Linked DNA regions of Mus musculus: regions 1, 3 and 4 are each linked to region 2. Evidence: chromatin contacts called from public Hi-C and Micro-C data. All regions are on one chromosome and are shown on one strand. The core of a region is the stretch at or near the end of the contact, and the rest is flanking DNA. Distances in the headings are between cores, read along the strand shown. Region 1 overlaps Gm26535 (a long non-coding RNA gene). Region 2 has its middle 60 kb from the start of Marcks. Region 3 has its middle 44 kb from the start of Gm31330. Region 4 has its middle 22 kb from the start of Gm31330.

What was found. Hi-C and Micro-C count contacts between places; a contact is called where the count stands out from the background.
Region 1: a Hi-C map of liver shows a contact between it and region 2, with 2.4 times the contacts expected there. The contact joins two enhancer-like sites. A contact is called at or near these places in 11 of 484 Hi-C or Micro-C datasets (CD4 T cells, bone marrow-derived dendritic cells, bone marrow-derived macrophages and 7 more), 6 of 115 datasets of contacts at active chromatin or transcription factors (bone marrow-derived dendritic cells, cardiomyocytes, embryonic stem cells and 3 more) and 2 of 9 other capture datasets (bone marrow-derived macrophages and embryonic stem cells).
Region 3: a Micro-C map of granulosa cells shows a contact between it and region 2, with 2.8 times the contacts expected there. The contact joins two enhancer-like sites. A contact is called at or near these places in 1 of 15 datasets of contacts at CTCF or cohesin (the NIH/3T3 cell line), 7 of 484 Hi-C or Micro-C datasets (the 3T3-L1 cell line, the HL-1 cell line, MC3T3-E1-derived osteoblasts and 4 more), 2 of 115 datasets of contacts at active chromatin or transcription factors (heart atrium and neural progenitor cells) and 1 of 9 other capture datasets (embryonic stem cells).
Region 4: a contact with region 2 is called in a Hi-C map of uterus, with 2.0 times the contacts expected there. The contact joins two enhancer-like sites. A contact is called at or near these places in 4 of 484 Hi-C or Micro-C datasets (bone marrow-derived macrophages, embryonic fibroblasts and uterus).

Annotation. Positions count from the first base shown.
Region 1 is chr10:37,334,816-37,338,955 of GRCm38.p6, forward strand. Gm26535 (a long non-coding RNA gene) reads left to right here. Exons shown (of 5, transcript XR_871577.1): 4 at 2,569-2,701; 5 at 3,006-4,133. Among named protein-coding and RNA genes, the nearest start is that of Gm26535, 17 kb to the left of the region's middle. Within about 2 kb of position 2,631, at least 173 of the 459 cell types and tissues checked have an H3K27ac peak or open chromatin away from gene starts, as enhancers often do. A contact at or near this core is called in granulosa cells and liver, where this site is marked.
Region 2 is chr10:37,076,718-37,080,976 of GRCm38.p6, forward strand. No RefSeq gene overlaps it. Among named protein-coding and RNA genes, the nearest start is that of Marcks, 60 kb to the right of the region's middle. Within about 2 kb of position 1,919, at least 100 of the 459 cell types and tissues checked have an H3K27ac peak or open chromatin away from gene starts, as enhancers often do. A contact at or near this core is called in granulosa cells, liver and uterus, where this site is marked.
Region 3 is chr10:37,478,656-37,483,335 of GRCm38.p6, forward strand. No RefSeq gene overlaps it. Among named protein-coding and RNA genes, the nearest start is that of Gm31330, 44 kb to the left of the region's middle. Within about 2 kb of position 1,851, at least 39 of the 459 cell types and tissues checked have an H3K27ac peak or open chromatin away from gene starts, as enhancers often do. A contact at or near this core is called in granulosa cells, where this site is marked.
Region 4 is chr10:37,457,027-37,461,443 of GRCm38.p6, forward strand. No RefSeq gene overlaps it. Among named protein-coding and RNA genes, the nearest start is that of Gm31330, 22 kb to the left of the region's middle. Within about 2 kb of position 2,830, at least 2 of the 459 cell types and tissues checked have an H3K27ac peak or open chromatin away from gene starts, as enhancers often do. A contact at or near this core is called in uterus, where this site is marked.

The DNA of each region.
Region 1 (4,140 bases), core at 1,381-3,880, 260 kb after region 2:
CCTATAGTTCCCTGCCCTCTGCCCCATTCAAATCAGAGGATCTTCCAAATGGGTTTTAACCTTTCATCTTTCCTTCTCCACCACACACCCCCACTCCCTCCACCTCCTCTGCCCCACCAAGATTTGATAGTCCTTGCACTTTTATTAGCCCAGGAAACTCCTTCCCAAAACTCACACCATAATGTGAGTGGCTGTTTAGTAGGTTTCCCTGCTGAGATGTCTTTATAAAACAAACACACTTTTAAGTGGAAAATGAGTATAGAGCATGAGGATTTTAGGCACAGGGACAGGACAGCTAGGTGAAGAGTAAGTGTGGGGCTGAGATTTTCTATTTCCTATCAACATCTTGGACACAGAGCTATATTTCCTTTACTGGGCATGAGAAACACTTCATTGTTTTCTCCATGGCAAGTGAGAGATCATCTGCCTTCAGCCCCATCACTGTAGAGAGCCCTGCACAATCATCAACCAGGGCGTGGTCACCAGAGTGAAACATCCTCTACTTTCACATGACCTTGGTGTTCTGTAGAAATAATTCTCGAAAGATTAGATATACTGGAAGGAGGATGATGTCACCGAGGAGATGCCTTCAGCTGTTCCCACAAAACCACAGCTGGAGAGGTTATAGGTCCTAGGAGGGTGGGGAATTTATACTCTCTTTATTTTGCTAAGTGGTCAGGTTGTCAAACTGCCTTTTGAATATTTGTGCCTGAACCCATGGATCAGGGCTGTCTCAGTCTTGGTGAGAGAAGCAGTCAAGACATAACTGGTCTAAGTACTGTGGATAAGTGACTGAATGCCCAGCCCTAAGTGAGATATCTGTGTCAACACTCCATCCCCGCACTCAGGACTTGTTCCAAGAGAATAACACCTAGGGCGTGAGGCAGAGTGCTGTGAAATTCTGTCTTTTTCATATGACATGACCACTGCACCCATGAATTCAGAATAGCTGTGGATACCTGCAGATCTATGCAAGATTAAGCCAGTCAACATTCTTGCATGAATGTAGGAGTGACTCATGAGGCACTACCCCTAACTGAAAATTGTATATGTACCAAGATGAGAGAGGGCCCAAGAATTTGGGGGTGGGGTGGAGAAGAGGTGGAGGGTGTAGGCCCATGCCCTGATATTTATATTTATGTGCATATAAGGAACACTAATTAGGCCCATTTGAGAGGTGGGGAGAGAGGGAGGAAGGGAGGAATGAAGGAAGGAAGGAAGGAAGGAAGGAAGGAAGGAAGGAAGGAAGGAAGGAAGGAAGGAAAGACATGAAGTTCGGATGGGGACCTGTTGGAGAGGAAAATGTGTTGGGATAGGGCCTTGAGGGAGTTGGCAGGACAAAATGGAGGTGGGTATGATTAAAAGATATATACATGTATAAAATTTCAATGAATTAATCTAAGGAGCAAAGATCCCAGAGCATCTGAGGAAATGCCTTTTTGAGCAGCCAGAGCATGGTCTAAGCTCACCTACATTGTGTTTTTTTTTCAAGCAGGCTTGACGATTTATGGGTTTAACAAGATTTCTCTGGACATGGAACTGTCTACAAACTAACTTAACACATTAATTCTGTCATGCCATAAGACCCTTAGTGCCCAGGGTGAGGTACAGAAACCCCATGGCTCAGTGAGGTACAGGGGAGGACTAATTAATTAAACAAATATGTCTTAAATATCATCTTAATAATTCTCTGAATGCTTTGTATTGCCCATAATTTGTCTATAGCACAATTACACAGTTCACCAATAAAAAATGGACATATTAGGGTCTGTGATTGTATTATTTTAACTTGGTAAGGCAGACTTAAATACAGCAAATGACCCTGGAACTGGTGTCCTTAGCCGTAGAGTCCTGTTCAGTCCAGGCTCTATAACAAAAACTGTTCCAATAGCCTGTCCTGACCTGTGAGAATTTTAAACATCTTCGGACCGAACTTTTCCTTTCATTGCTTCAAGACACAGATGGCATAGAGAAAACCAAGACATTAAGAGTTCAGTGTTCCCATCTTGGACCCCAGGCTCCTAAGAGTTTGCATATGTAGTAGGTGATTCATCCTAAAATTTTTTGTGTATTTCTATTCCTCTGATTACAGAACAGCTTCTTGTTCAGACATTTTCTAAGGGCATCAAAGGGCAACTAGAAAAATCCAGTGGAAAAAGCATTCGCAGCAGGTTAATTAGTTGCAGAGGAGAAAATAGAAGTGCAGTATTATTTGTTAAGACCACAATAGGAAGTGTGATTGTGGTGTCTGTATATTATTCCATTATTGAAGGAGAGGGTAGTGCTAAGTGACTGAAGTCCTCCTTTGAGGCTTGCTGATCTTCTCTATAAGGAGGCTGCCTCTTACACAGGCAGGACTTAGCAGGTTGCCTGTCAGGACAAGCCCAGAGGTGGCATTACTTGGTGTTTGCTGATCAATGACACTTTGGAGTTCTGAGAACTCAGGCTCAAGGAGTGACTCCGGAAGCTGAGCTGTGTGGTTTTGCCCTGGGATCCTCAGCCCAGCACAGGATTGTGATTTAGTGCCTTGTGACTCAATATCCCCAAAGCTTATTTGCTTTTCCTCAGCCTGCAATGCCCAGAAAGGAGTTGGTGGCAAGTCACAGACCACACCCCAACCTTTCAGTCCTTTTGCTAATTTCTGCTGCTTCACTTCAGAGTCCCAGAACAACAGTGTGATGACTCACCAGCCTTACTTCCTGTAAGTAATCATTTTCCCACGGTGAGTGATGGTTTACTCCCGGGGTTGGGGGTGGGGGTAGGAGGAAGAATGTTGACTTGATTTTTTTTTCCTGTGCCTCATTTCTGCTGACAGAGAGCTAACTTTGAGTACTTTGTCTCCATTTTCATGGTCATCTCCAAAACACAACTTTAAAAATATTTTAATTTGTTAAGCTAACTACCCTGAAGTGTATGTTATCAGTAGGGAACAAGATCATGATAAACCCAATACATAGTTTGTTTTTAAAAATATTTAATGGTGATTTTGTAATTTTCTTACTTAGTTTGGCGTGAAATGACTTCCTGTGGAGGCCAAAGGCTGAAGAGACCCCCATTGCAGCCCCATTCTATGTTGAGAGAGCTGAGACCTGAAGCACCTACATGAGTTGTCTGTTTCTACACAACTAATTGATAACAGATTGATTTGGGCCAGGGACCAGCTAATTTTAGGCTGTGATATTCTATAACCTTATGGATGATAAATAGACCTAAGCTTATCTGTGACTTGTCACAAGGAAACACATAACCATAAAACTTTGTGATGAGAGTATTTCTTTCTTTGGACAGAGGAGAATGGGAGAAATCATGTCTGTTTCATAACACGTGTTGTAAGAATAGGTGGGAAGGTGCTCAGAGTTTAAGCACACAGTAGGTGGTCAGTAGTAACTCTAATTATTACAGAGGACCTGGTAAGGTGTTCTCTGGTTCTCTGGGGCTTCCTTTCACTGGTTTCTGTTCTCCTTTAGGCTGTGGAGTGCTTTCTCCTGCTCAGCAAGGCTCAGTGCTGAATTTCCTGTGACATTTGCATGTGAGTTGTCTCATTTCCCTGAAACCCTGTCACAAGCCCTGGGGTTGCTTCAGAGAAAGATCTGAAACCCCTGTCAGGGAAGTCCCATGGAGAAGTATTGCCTTCCCTTCTGGAGTTTACAGCTCTCTTCCAGATAACTGGCCCTTCCAGCTATGGCTCCAGGCCTCTGATAGGGCAAACGGTGGTGGTAGCCAGGGACTATCCCCAGGCTCTGCTTCTAGCCCTTGATCCTTTTATCATCCCCTTCAGATGACTTCATCTGACTTTTCCCTATTTTGTTCTTTCCCTTTCACCCTCCTCCCTCACCAATGGAAATTTAGAGGGTTCTGAGATTCTTGGGGAACTCTGGGGCTGTATAGCTCTTGTCCTCACTTCCTCTAAACATCACAGGGGATTCCTAAAGCAAATTGATGGCCCAGCACCTCAGCAGGCGCCCTCCCCCAGGATGGAGTTACCACATAGGTGGACTCTTCAAATTCTGTTTTTGAGTTTTAACTGCAACGCACACACACACACACACAGTCACATTCATTCATTTTTGCAGTGTTTTCTGTTATTTATATTTAAATTTTCTGTAATTTAAATGCCATGTGTCACAATAAAATAGTCAA
Region 2 (4,259 bases), core at 669-3,168:
ACACACACACACACACACACACACACACACACACACACACATACACACACACACACACACACACGCACACACACACTCTGGTTTTAGCAGGAATTCGGGTAAATCAGCTTTTCTGAGGAGTGGCCCTCTGGCAGGCAGAGTGGACTAGTTCCTACAGAAAGGGACAATAGTTTTTCCTTGTTAGATCTCCAGTTAGGGTGAGTGGTAACCCTAGATCCTACTTTCTGGGCTAGGAAGGAGTTGTTTCCCCTTCACAGACCTCCACAGGGTCTCCTTGCCTTGCCTTCCTCCTTTTGGTAAGGCACATTAATTAACAAGGGGCAAAGCTGATTATGAGGGATGGAGTCATCCTCCAGGCCAGCAAATGTGCTAATGCCTTGAGGCATTAGCTAATGCTAATGAGGCTATCTACCACTAGGTGTTACCTGCCAACACTAGAGAGGCCTTTACCCCTAAAGTCCCTTTGGACTTAAAACTGAAGGAAAAACAAACAAACAAAAAAACAAGAGATCCAGGCTCTCTGTGCTGAGGTAAGAGGATCTCAAGCATAGCGTTGTACGCAAATGGAATAAAGAATATCCGTGCCAGTAACATCAGATCTGCCTTCTCATTCATTTCAGAACAAGCTCGGAGTAGTTCATGCCTTTGAAACCTATTGCCTATTGCCTTTAGAGTGACTTTAGTGTAAAAACTTAAAATAGGCTGATGATCATGTCTGGAGCAAAGGTCACCCCCAAAGATGACACCTAAGCTGCACCCATTCCGTCTGTCCTCCAGCCTTGCTAAATATGTTTCTAAAGCACAATGTCCTAAAGGAACAAAGTTCCTCCCTTGACATCAGTTCAAGAAGGTCAAGAAGACAACACTAGGACAAGTCATTTGAGTGACCAGACCTTGCTTTCAGACTCCACAGTGGGGTCCTGGCGTCTGGAATAAACAAAAGCAAGAGAGGAGAGGAATGGAAACCAGCACTGAGGGCCAGCTGGCTGCATCCGAGGGTGGGGTTTGGTGGAGGTAGGTAACTAGGACCCCTCCTTCAATTCAACAAACACCTTCTGGAGCCTGACTCTCCAGGACGCTGGGTTTTGCTACAGGGAGAGTCAGAGCCACACCAAAGGCATGGAGGCTGAGCTGTACCTCTGGCCTGGGGGAACTACCAGCTGTGCTCTGGGGTAGAAGGTAGAGTGGGGGTGCAAAGAGCCTGCTAAGGTCTACAGCCCAGGAAACCCCTGTGGCACCAACAGGATCCTTCAGTGTGCACCAGGGCAGGTAGAGGTCTGCGGCTGTATACCACCCAGGCTGGCCTCAAACCCTGTGCCACCATGTCTGACACTGTCTTGAGGGTTTATCAGCATCCAACCATGTGACTTTTACACAATGCCTATGGCAGTCTGGAGAGTGGAAAGGGTCTTTTCTCCCTTTTGACTAAACGATGAGTAAGCCACACTTTCTTGTGTTTGAAATGGCTTTAGAGTGTAGAAAAATATCCACACGACCTGTCGGTTGGTATTGAGTACTGATAGCTACCAAGGCTGGCAATTAGAAAAGAAAAAAATAGCTTGGGTCAGGAAAGCAAAAAGGCATCCAGTCTCTTAAGACACAAGGCTCTAAATACCTCCCAGGGTTCCACAAAAGGCCATGCTTGTTTTTTCTTTTGACTTAACTCATCCTGTTTCTGTTTCCAGAGCCCCAATGCAAGTGGAATTCATCAGCCAAAAATACAAATAAGAATAGAAACGGGGAAAAAAAATCTGCTTCTTCTAAAGACTTTTAACGTGCATTCAGCTTGCTGTTACTAGATAAGGACTAAGTCCTTTTCTGTGCTGGGAACCCTAAGTAGTCACATAGGCCTATTATGTCTTAAATGCTGCCCGTGGCCCTGGAACAATGAGCCTGAGGTCCAGGAGCTGAAGCAGTAGGCAGCCTGCCAAGTTCAACACAGGCCAGTCTGAAGAGCAAGGCCTGCTGGGAGCTGCTTCCTGCTCTGCATAGATGCAGGGCAAAGATTTTCCATGCTGGCTTTCAGCATGCACGTTCCACACCGAAGGCCCAGACCAGTGATGACCTGTACTGACATTTTCCATGACATTCTTTGTTTTGTTTTCTGCTTGATAGTATAACTTCGGGGTTTCTTTTTTTGTAACAATCGCTTGGCAAAGATTACTCTTAGATGTCATAGGGGAGTCACCAGACACAGCTAGATTCTCCCCTGGGCAGACATCTCTTTTTTAAATGGAGCTTCATGGGAATTTACTGGATTATTTGTGGAGGAACCCTTTGCTGCACAGCTGTTGGTCAAGAATGTGCCTTGCTTGTGGAAATAAAAGAAGTGGCAGTGGAGCCTTATGATAATGTGCATAAGGAATTAAAAACTGAATTTAAAAATAGGAAATGCAGGGTGCTGGAGAGATGGCTCAGTGGTTAAAAGCATGGCATTGCTCTGAGCTCCTCCCTGATCCACAGTCACCTGTTAATGCCAACTCTGAAAGTCCTGACTTTCAGCTTTTTCTTGACTCTGGACGCCTGTACTCACCTAAACACAGACAAATACTCACGCACACACATTTTAAAAATCTTTTAAAATGGACTACATATTGCTTTATCTCCATTTAGAGCAACATTCTTGTAAAGTGCCATATTTTTTGCCTACATTTGCCTTCATTGGAGACACATCACATGCCCTTATAGCAACCAGGCTCAACCTCCAAGAGAATGGTTGATACTAATTGTCTTCTTTGCTGCACTTGGTGGCAAATGACCTGTACTGAGCATCCAGGAGTTTTTCACCCAGTACTGAACTCACATTGCTAGGTTTTCACGTCAGAGGAAATACAGCTGCATGCATTCACTGTGTGGCAGTCTCCAATACGACGCTTTCCAGGGGAGTTTTAAGATCAGTTTAGACTTTGCCTAATTTTTTTTTATGCATACATAACATGGATTCCACTTGGTGTGTGGCAGTGGTCCACGCCTATCCAGAGTGCTACTAACAAGAATTTATTTCCTTTGGGACATGTTTGGTATACTTCCAAAAAGTTCTTTGCTATGAGGACTCAATGAGTTTTCTGGAAGAGACAATTGCTGACTTTTGCCAGGAACCAAAGGCTCCTTCTGTTCCCTGAGCTTGGAAACGAGGACCATTGCTCCGCATGACTGCTACTCACACTTATGCAGCTTAAAGATATTTTATTGACTGTTTTGCATTTAGTGCTCCATCATGTAAATTACTGTACAGGTGTGCTGGCAGATCTCAGAAGATGTTTCCATAAGACTATTGAAAGAACTCACATGCTTTTCAGCAGACAAATCTTAACTGGGATATCTCTATACAAGGAAATATTATACAGCTGTAAAGAGAAATGAAGAATGACTTCTTTATATGCCCCTGTGGAAGACAAATAGACTATATTGCTAATATTTTAGGACATGAGTATAAAAATTCAAAATGAAACAAGAACTAATCTAATTTTGTATTAGGTTAATGGCAAATCCACTCAGTAAAAAAAGTTTTTCAAGTGACCTTAGAATATGAGGATTGATGTGTGTGGTGGGTAGATAACTGTAATCCCAGAATTTGGGAGATGAAAACAGGAAGATCAGAAGTTCAAGGTCTAGCCTGGACCACTTGAGACTCTTACTCAAAAACAAAAAACAGCATAAATAATAAAACAAGAATATCTAATGAAATAAGTAAATAAGGAAAATGAGAATTGACTAAAGGGCCTATACGTGGGTTATACTCTTAGAACAAAAAAGAAAAAAAGACACCCACAAATAATAATAATAAAAAGGGTACAAAGCTTCAACTCTTTCCAAAAATTGTATTAATGAAAGTGTTACTTTTGATCTTGAGCAAGCCACTAAGAAACATCCCTCCATGGCTTCTGCATCAGCTCCTGCTTTCTGACCTGCTTGAGTTCCAGTCCTGACTTCCTTAAGTTATGAACAGCAATGTGGAAGTGCAAGCTGAATAAACTCTTTCCTCCCCAAGTTGCTTCTTGGTCATGATGTTTGTGTAAGAATAGAAACCCTGACTAAGACAGGCTGTTTATCTTGGGATCAAACAACTAATGAGGTAGGCATCCTCTGGGCAGGGATTCTGAGAAGGTGGAGGTGGGGCTGAGGTCCAGACAGAACAAGGTGACTGCAGCACACAGGTAGTGCCTGCTATCCCATTCACTCCTACATTGTCACCTCCCTTCTAGATGCTAGCACCTAGGGAACTGTATGTGTTAAACGGAGTGGAAAATCTACTCCCC
Region 3 (4,680 bases), core at 601-3,100, 400 kb after region 2:
CAATTACATTTCCAATGCTATCCCAAAAGTCCCCCATACCCTCCCCTCCACTCCCCTACCCACCCATTCCCACTTTTTGGCCCTGGCGTTTCCCTGTACTGGGGCATATAAAGTTTGCGTGTCTAATAGGCCTCTATCTTTTGATACATATGTAGCTAGAGTCTTAGAAATTTTTAATGAAACACAATTCACCATGGAACACTTAGTGTGACATTTAGAAGTCAGGTTATGTCATCACTCTTGTAAGAGCACTCTGAGGGATGGTAACCAAGGATGGTTGGCATAAAGGTGGTGTTTAAAGAGATAGTGTTAGGATGGTGCTTAAGAGTCTGCAACAACAACATTATGAACTAACCAGTACCCCTGAGCTCTTGACTCTAGCTGCATATGTATTAAAAGATGGCCTAGTGGGACATCACTGGAAAGAGAGGCCCATTGGACATGCAAACTTTATATGCCCCAGTACAGGGGAAAGCCAGGGCTAAAAAAAAAATGGGAATGGTTGGGTAGGGGAGTGGGTGGGGGAGGGTATGGGGACTTTTGGGATAGCATTGGAAATGTAATTGAGGAAAATACGTAATAAAAATATTTAAATTAAAAAAAAGAGAAAATCACAAAAAAAAGAGTCTGCAACAAAAAGTTCTCAATAGTCTTATGAAGTGTGTGTGTGTGCTATGTGATAAATATATGAAATGTATGTTTATATGAGTGTAATTTAAATGTATATGTAGAAACTTATTCATAAAAGCAGACCCATAGCACACCATTATCTTTTGTTAAATATAAGCAACAGTGTTAAAAACCTTCTTCATTTTTATGGACAACTATCCCAATTGTGCATGGTCAGTTACAGTATCACGTACGTAACTGACCTGCACACTGAGTTCTGTACTTGTGTGTAACTGTGCTGTGAAATTTAAAAATGAGATATTTTAATAATATTACCATAGGAAGAAACCAATAAAAAATTAAAGAGGACAGTTTCAGATTTCTAAAAAGGGTTAATGAAACTATTTATCATACATCTTCTTGTGTTAAAATTTCCTTATGTGCTTCATTAGTATTTCCAAGTCATTATCTACTATCCAGTCAGTAATAATGCCTGCCAGAGTTGGACCTTTATCTCTGACTTTGTTGCACTTTTGGCATGAAAGACCCATATGCAGAACAAGTAGAAATACGAATCTCATATGAACTTTTACCCCATTCTAGTAATTGCAGAGTGAGTGTTTCATTAAGAATGCTAGGGAAGATCATTTTTTATAATTTTAATTGAAGGATTCCTGATAGGATGATACATTTAAACATTTATTTCCCAAATGTTCTTGTTTGTTTGTTCTTTGAGAGATCACAGAGATTTCAGGAGGTATGTGGCCTCCTTGAAAAAAAAATAGCCATTGGTGTGTGTTATTAAAACCTGGCATACCTCAGGATGACCTCAGCTTCTTCACCACTGACCCAGCTGCTTCATGATTCTACTACCTCACTCTTGCCTTCTCTACCACGATAGTCCATAAGCTCTTATGCCGAGATCAAAACAAACCCTTCTCATCTTACATTACTTCTTTCAAGTGATAAGAAAATACCAAAACAACCCAACAAGGCAAGATGTCCAAATCATCATACATATGAAGCAGGAAGAATAACTAGGAGACTAGGAGAAGGCAACGGTGACAGCATCTAAGAGGTAAATATAAGGGGAATCCCACTGGAATAGTATAAATTATGAGAGCCAAACATATTTTACAACCAGAGTCAAAAAAATCATATGATTCCTAGGGCTGGCAGGGATCATGACCTGTGCCACAGTAAGGCCTCTGGCACTCTGAAGAGTAAACAAGAGCTCAGAGTGACTCATGGCTTTGCTGTCATGTTAAAAGTTAATATTCTCTTTTGTTTCCACTGTCAAGATTTAGGGATATCTGTGTCATCACAGTACATTTCAAGTTCAAATAAAGAGCATTCCAATGGCTACACCCAGGGAAAGGACAGTGCCGTGTTATGACAAAGCTTTTGAAGCAATCTGAAATCAATGCCTATCTGAACATTAGTGAGAGTGGCAGGTGAGCATGGATACATAACATACAAAAGGAACTGGGGATATGCAGGTACCAAATAGCTTGTTTTAAAGTGTGAACCAACAGAGTGCTGCTTTAGATGTGAGTCCAGAGGACTTTCTGAGCTTGAAGCATTCACTTGCTTTTGATGCTATAGTGTTTCAGCAGACAGCAATCAGGGATGGAGTTTTGAAATCCATGTGTGAGAGCTATGGAGAGTCATGGTCTAGACTCCCAGAAGGAAGTTTCTGTGGAGAGCTGGAGACAAAGGGAGACTGCCACAAGGCAAAGATACACTGCTGGAGTCTTCAGTTACTTTTGGTGGGCTCCTGTGAGACAATATGGGTAAGGTGTTACTTTAAAGGTGCATGGTGTCTGGAGGAACAGGTAACATTAGAAAGAGATTAGCAGTCCTTGGGGATGCTCAGGACTATCCAACTCCTCCTCTTCCTCTTCCTCTTTCTCCTCCTCCTCCCCCTTCTTCTTCCTGATGAGAACATGATGGGAATCACTTACAAGTGAGAGTTTAAAATTCATATAAAGGCTTAAATTTTTCTTAGTATTTGAAGAGATACCAGAGAATAAAATTGCTGACAGTAGGGTCGTTGCAGTGACAGAATCTAGGTCGTGCCTTTCTCTGTTGAGCTGACACTTGCCTTCCAAGAAGGATGGTCTTAGCTTTGTTAATCATTCCAGAACATTCACATTAAAGAATTTTAACAAACAATCATTGATTACTTTTTCTGATTAAAAAAAAATGTTGCTATCCCCAACTGTACATTTTATAGTTTATCTCTTAAGTTAGTTTCCTTAGCACTAGATATTTTTTTCTCATACATTTTTCCAATTGTAGATGTGATAAGGCCATTCTCCCTTTACATAACTAAACCAAAAGTTAATATTATCATTCTACTTATGAAGAATACATGATTGTCCCATCTAAAGCTATATTAGACAGCAATTATTTTGGTATTTTATGACTTTTTAAGGAAAATTTAAAGAAAACTCCCATTTTTAATATTATTTTCTTAAATTTATTATTTTTTTCTGGAATGGAGGAAGAAAAGGAAAACTGATAATTCTGCCCTCTGACCTGACAGCTTGGATTATAATTTTAAAACTTGTTTCCTACCCTTGAATCATAACCCAGTGAAATTCTTTTTAAACAATTCAGTGTCTTAAGTTCTAAATCTATTTATATTTATTTTTAAACATGTGTATGCATGTGTGTGTGTGGGTATCTGAAGAAGCCAAAAACCAGCATTGGAGCCCCGAGAGTTGGTCTTACAAATGGTGGCATACTGCATGCCATGGCTGCTGGGAGTTAAACTCTGTAAGAGAATCAAGGGAGATAAGCCTCTTGGCCATTTTCCCAGCCTCCAATTTAAAAAGTTTTGTATAGATTATCTAAGACAAAGTTTGGCTTTAGATATTACAATCTATTAAAGTTTGTGAGCCCAGTCTGGTGTGTGGGTGGTTTGTACACAAATAAGGAATCAGAAATGGTGTTTACATTTTAAAATGTAAGAAAAACAACAAACAAAAGAAAAGGAAAGAAATTGCTACTGAGATTGTTTATGTCGCACCAACTCTAAAATATTTACTATTGGATTGTGACCAGCAGTAGATAATGAATCCCAGAACTAAAGGATTCTGCAACAGATTTTCTTTGAATTCCCTTCTTAATGCTGTTTTCTCCCTGTTCCCACCTATGGATTTTGCTGTTGTTTATTTGTAAAGTGTCTTCGTGAAGCATGGCTTTGCTTGGGTTAACAAACCAACAAATGTGATACCAATCATCTATAGGAAAAGCTTCATCTTTTGCCTCTGTTTCAGAACAATAATAACAGCAGCATTTCACATCTAACCTCTAACCTTTATGCTAGGTAGAAGTCACCTACTTGGTTTTCAAATGGTCTTGCTCCGCATCCCATTCTCATTAGTTATTGCCTTACCTTTGGGCTGTACTGTTTTCTTTTCTTCCGTTAATGGAGCAATTTCCCTGCCCTGATTTTAAATTGAACCTCATTCTCTGGTGCTGTAATTAATCTATAATATAGACTCAATTCAAACATAACCCTCCTTGGTGAGGGTAAGGGAAAGCATGTAGACTGAGGTGTTGACGTGGCTAATTCTAAAAGCGAAGAAACCAGGTTGGGAAGAAATTCTTTCACAGGAAGAAGGATGACATGATTGGGACAGAAGTTGAGGAATTAGGTCATTGGAGTAAAAGCCCTTGGCTTTTACAATGATGGTAAAGCAAGCAAGCCATGGTAATGGATAGTAGAGATCTGTTCTGTGTTGGCTTTTCACTCATGTAAAATTGGGCACGTGAAAATCATCCTTCTCCTGCTCTGCCCACCCACTCATGTGACCAGCAGTTATTTTCCCTTTACATGGGCTCCTGCTAACATTCTGGCACAAAATAACTTACCTTTGTTTGTGCCATTTCAGGCAGGGAAATTGCTCCATTAACGGAAGAAAAGAAAACAGTACAGCCCAAAGGTAAGGCAATAACTAATGAGAATGGGATGCGGAGCAAGACCATTTGAAAACCAAGTAGGTCAGGTTAAGGTTGTCATCTGTTACCAGACCTCCGCAGGTATAGATGGCTTTAACTTGA
Region 4 (4,417 bases), core at 1,580-4,079, 380 kb after region 2:
ATGCACCTCCGTTCATTGAGTAATCTTGCTGCTGACCCAAAGGCTAAAATTATACATAAAGAAGTGATAGGATGAGACAGAGGCACAGGGTTTAAAAGTTATTCTTACTTCATGTGGTTAAAATGAGTGAGGCCAAGGTTAGATGACACTGTTGGTCTTCCTGGGTAGTTCCTATTGCCTTTGGGGCCCCACAATCCTTCCCCCAATTCTTCCACAAGAATCCCCAAGCTCCATTCATTGTTTGGCTATGGGTGTTTGCATCTATCTGAGTCAGATGCTGGGTGGAGCCTCTCAGAGGACAGCCATGCAGGTTCTTGTCTGCAAGCATAACAGAGTATTATTAATAGTGTCAGGGATTGGTGCTTACCCATGAGATGGGGCTCAAGTTGGGCACCTTATTGGCTGACCATTCTCTCAGTCTCTGCTCCATCCCCTGCATTTCTTGTTGAACTACCAACCAAAGAATATACACATGCTGGACCTAGGTCTCCCAGCACTTATGTAGCAGATGTGCAGCTTAGTCATCATGTGGGTCTTGAATAACTGGAGCAGGAACTATCCCAAAAGCTGTTACCTGTATTGCGACATGTTCTTCTAACAGGGCTGCCTTGTCTGGCCTCAGTGGGAAAGAATGTGACTAGTCTTGCAGACTTGATGAGCCAGGGTGGGAGAATATTCAGGAGGGCAGCCTCACCCGCTCAGAGAAGAAGAGGGAGTGACTGGGAGGGAGGCAGTGAGCAAGATGTAAAGTGAATAAGTAAAAAAAATAACTAATTAATTAAAGAATGAATGAGGCTGCAGGCATTGCCTAAGACATAGTTTCTGTATCTTTGTGTGTGTGTGTGTGTGTGTGTGTGTGTGTGTGTGTGTGTGTGTGTACTGGGGTTGTTTCACACATCGATTTCATTGCTACAGACTAAGAGCATTTGGAATTGAAGTTTTAGTTTTTAGGCTTTCAAAATAATTGAAGTGAACTTGCAAGAATTCTGTAAAATCCTGTGGAAATGCCAGTGAGCTGCTCGGGACATGAATCTCCATGGCAGCCAGCAGCCATGAAAGCTCAGCAACAGACCTCCACACAGAGGCAGCCTTTCTGTTGGGAAACCTGACATTTTCTTTCTTTCTTTCTTTTTTTTTTAATTATGTATTTTCCTCAATTACATTTCTAATGCTATCCCAAAAGTCATCCAGAATGCAGACAGAAGGGTTCACATCCACATAGCAAGGTGTCATGGTAAAAGCAGAAACCATATAAGAACATGTTTCTTATGTAAAGAATGGTTTTCCAGCAGGAAGGATTCTGCTGTATCTGAGCCCAGCTTTTTCCTATAGCAAATGAATTTGCCCAAATGTGAGCTTTCCAACTGACGGCTCAGCAATGCTATTCCAACATGTGAAGGTTCAACTTTGGCCTTAGCCTGAACGCTTGAATGGTGATCTCTAGGGTGTTAAACTCAAAATGAGTTTCAAGCGTGCTACACAGGCACTGTACTAACTGAGCTACATTTTCAGGCCAGAATACATTTCTTTTTAAAGTATTTGCTACATATTAGTACTCTATTCCTTCAAAAGTTCAGGCTAAGTTCAAACTTGGGAGTGTCTTTCCTCAGCCTTCCAAACTCTGAGAATACAAGCAAGCATTTACCACTGTCCTCAATAAAAGAAATACTTTATTTTTAAAGTATAATGTCCATTTTATTTGGCCCAGATCTTTTTTCTTCCATCCTTATGAAGCAAGATCTTTACATGAACTCTGGTGGAGGTGGAGGGGACAGCATCAGCAGTCCAAATCAGGGCATGGGTACTCAGTTCTTCTGAGTTTCAGGAATTCAATTCCTGACCACCTTGCTATGAATGGCACAGCTGACACAATGCAGCTTGACACAGAGCATGGAAATCATATGAGCAGCAAAGACACTTGCTTTGGAATTATCCTTGATGGAAGGACAGTGTTCTGAGTGATCAACAGCTAATGGTCTTCTCCTTAGGTAGGAATAGTTAGTGCAACAACTGGCTGGTCATGGTCATATATTGCTACATATTGACTTTCCACATGTCAGCCAAGTACTTCACCGGAACACCCAACAAACACGTATTTCTCCCTATTGTGATCTAACTTCACTCCATCCCTAATTCTGCCCTATTTATTTTTCTAGAACCCAAATGGGCTGTTGCCCATATATTCCCAGACATTTCTCTGATTGAAGTCATTAAAAAATGCCCTGTTCCTTGAGCACACTGATTAGGCCTCCTCTCTCTCTCTCTCTCTCTCTTTCTCTCTCTCTCTCTCTCTCTGTCCCAATTTATCCTCTGTGGGTGAGCTTTCCTTCTCCTCTCTTGGATGCTGGCTTTTATGAGTTCTGTTCTCAGGCTATTTTCTTTCTCACAGATTACTTTTCCAGACTCATCTTAATCTCTCACATCTTTAGTTCCCACTTCGCTGTGGAGGGTTTCCCAGATCGGTATCTTTAGTACCTAGTCTTTTGACCAATCTGTATTCTCACCCCTTATCCAAGGAGCCCTTCTCCCGTGAGTTCGCAAGTATCTAAATTTGGCAGTGAAAAAAACCTGTCGAACAAACAAATAATCCAGTATCTTATGCTCCTCCATATTCCACATACTTTACTTCTTGAGCCAAGTGGGCCCCATGACGGCTTCCTGTGATTCTGGTTCCTCAGATTGGGCATGACCTCAAACAAACCCCAAAACTATCTGGCTTCTGTTCCCACTGGCAATTCCTTATTTAGTGTTTATCATATCTCTACAGCATGGAGATGATCTAGCCCATTAAAAAAACAAAACAAACACAGACTTCAAATTCTCTCACTTTAATTCACTCCCACACTGCTGCTGGAGGGGAGTCTCTAAAATGTAGTCTGACTGTTAGATGCAGCTGCCTGGCGGTAGCATTTGAAACTGTTAAAATGTGCTTCATCTCATTTCCAACCCCTTGTTCTTCCCTTTCTCCCGCTTTATTTTCTTTCTTCATACTTACTTTGTCTCTAATCATCATGAGTGATGCAAACTTACCCTATTTGTTTTGATCTTGTATCAATTCTCCCCCACCCCCTGTCTTCTTCCTCTTCATAGCTCACCAGTTTAAGCACTAGCCAGGCCCTACTCCTGGTTCTACCTCGTTTACAACATAGAAGGTATCAGGCCTATTTAGGGTGCTCTGGCCACAAGCTTCACACCTCTCATTATCTAAACTGTCTTGGAGGATGGAGGTACTTATTCATCCTCTTCCATGCACCACCGTTTTGTTCTTACAGTCACTATTTTCTACAGCTTACTAAGGATTCCTTCCCTACATGTCTGGCTTCTTGACAAGCACAGGGATTCCTAGAGGCAGTGTTAAAAGCATTGCTCTTATTTTCTACAAAAGACACTAAATATCTAAGTACCACATCCTGTATCATATGTAAATGGCTGAATAATATCGGATAACATTAACAAACAAGCAACTTAATGATTTGGAATATTTACTCTACTTTAAACTGCAAAACAAAGATATCCCTTTATTAATAGACAAAACACCCCTCCCCTATGATGCTGTTATGCAAAGTAGGATTCATCTTCTCAACTTTTTCTTATAGTTAAAATTTATTTTATGTCGAGAGATTGTTCTTAGTACATCTGAATTAAGCATGTGTTCCAAGTGTTTTCAGAGTATTTCCTTTTTGACACTCAAGTAATTTCTTTCACCTGTTGTTTATTTTCATACATTTGCTTTTCACTTCAGCTTTCTCAGAACTCCCTTCCCAGGGCATTAAGAAATCCACAGCATACTGAAGTTAGCTGTCCTCTGATAAGCCCAGGGCACATGCCTACACATAGAGAGGGATCTAAGCGGCTAACCTTTAAAGGCATGTATGTCTGTGCTAAAGAAAATGTCTCTTCAGAACCCAAGCTTTCCAAGTAGCCAAGGTGATCTCATTTGAGTCTAGGGAGTTTACTAAAATGTTAAATTACAGATATCAAAATGAAACATCAGAGAAAATGTAAGATCAAGGACACTTACTTCTTCATAAATGTAAGAGTTCATTCAAAATACATAGTGATCTGTAAAGAATTTCATCATAGAAGGGGCCAGACATGCTAGATATTCCTGATACTTGTTGATAACAGATGGTAAAATCATCATAGGTTTTAAGGTTCTGTGGCTGGAGAGATGACTCATAGTTATAAGAACATGGACTTTGCTAGAGGAAGACTTGAATTCAGTTCTCAGCACTCATGTCAGCTTACAACTATCCAGCTGTGGAGAGACCAACCCTTCTGTCCTCTACACACAAGCACCTGCAGTACTGTGCACATACCCTGAGCATGTACTCACACAGAGACACACATAATAAGTATTCATTTAAAATTTTTTCATACAATATTGTTTGTTATTTCTTTCCTCTGTTGATGCTTC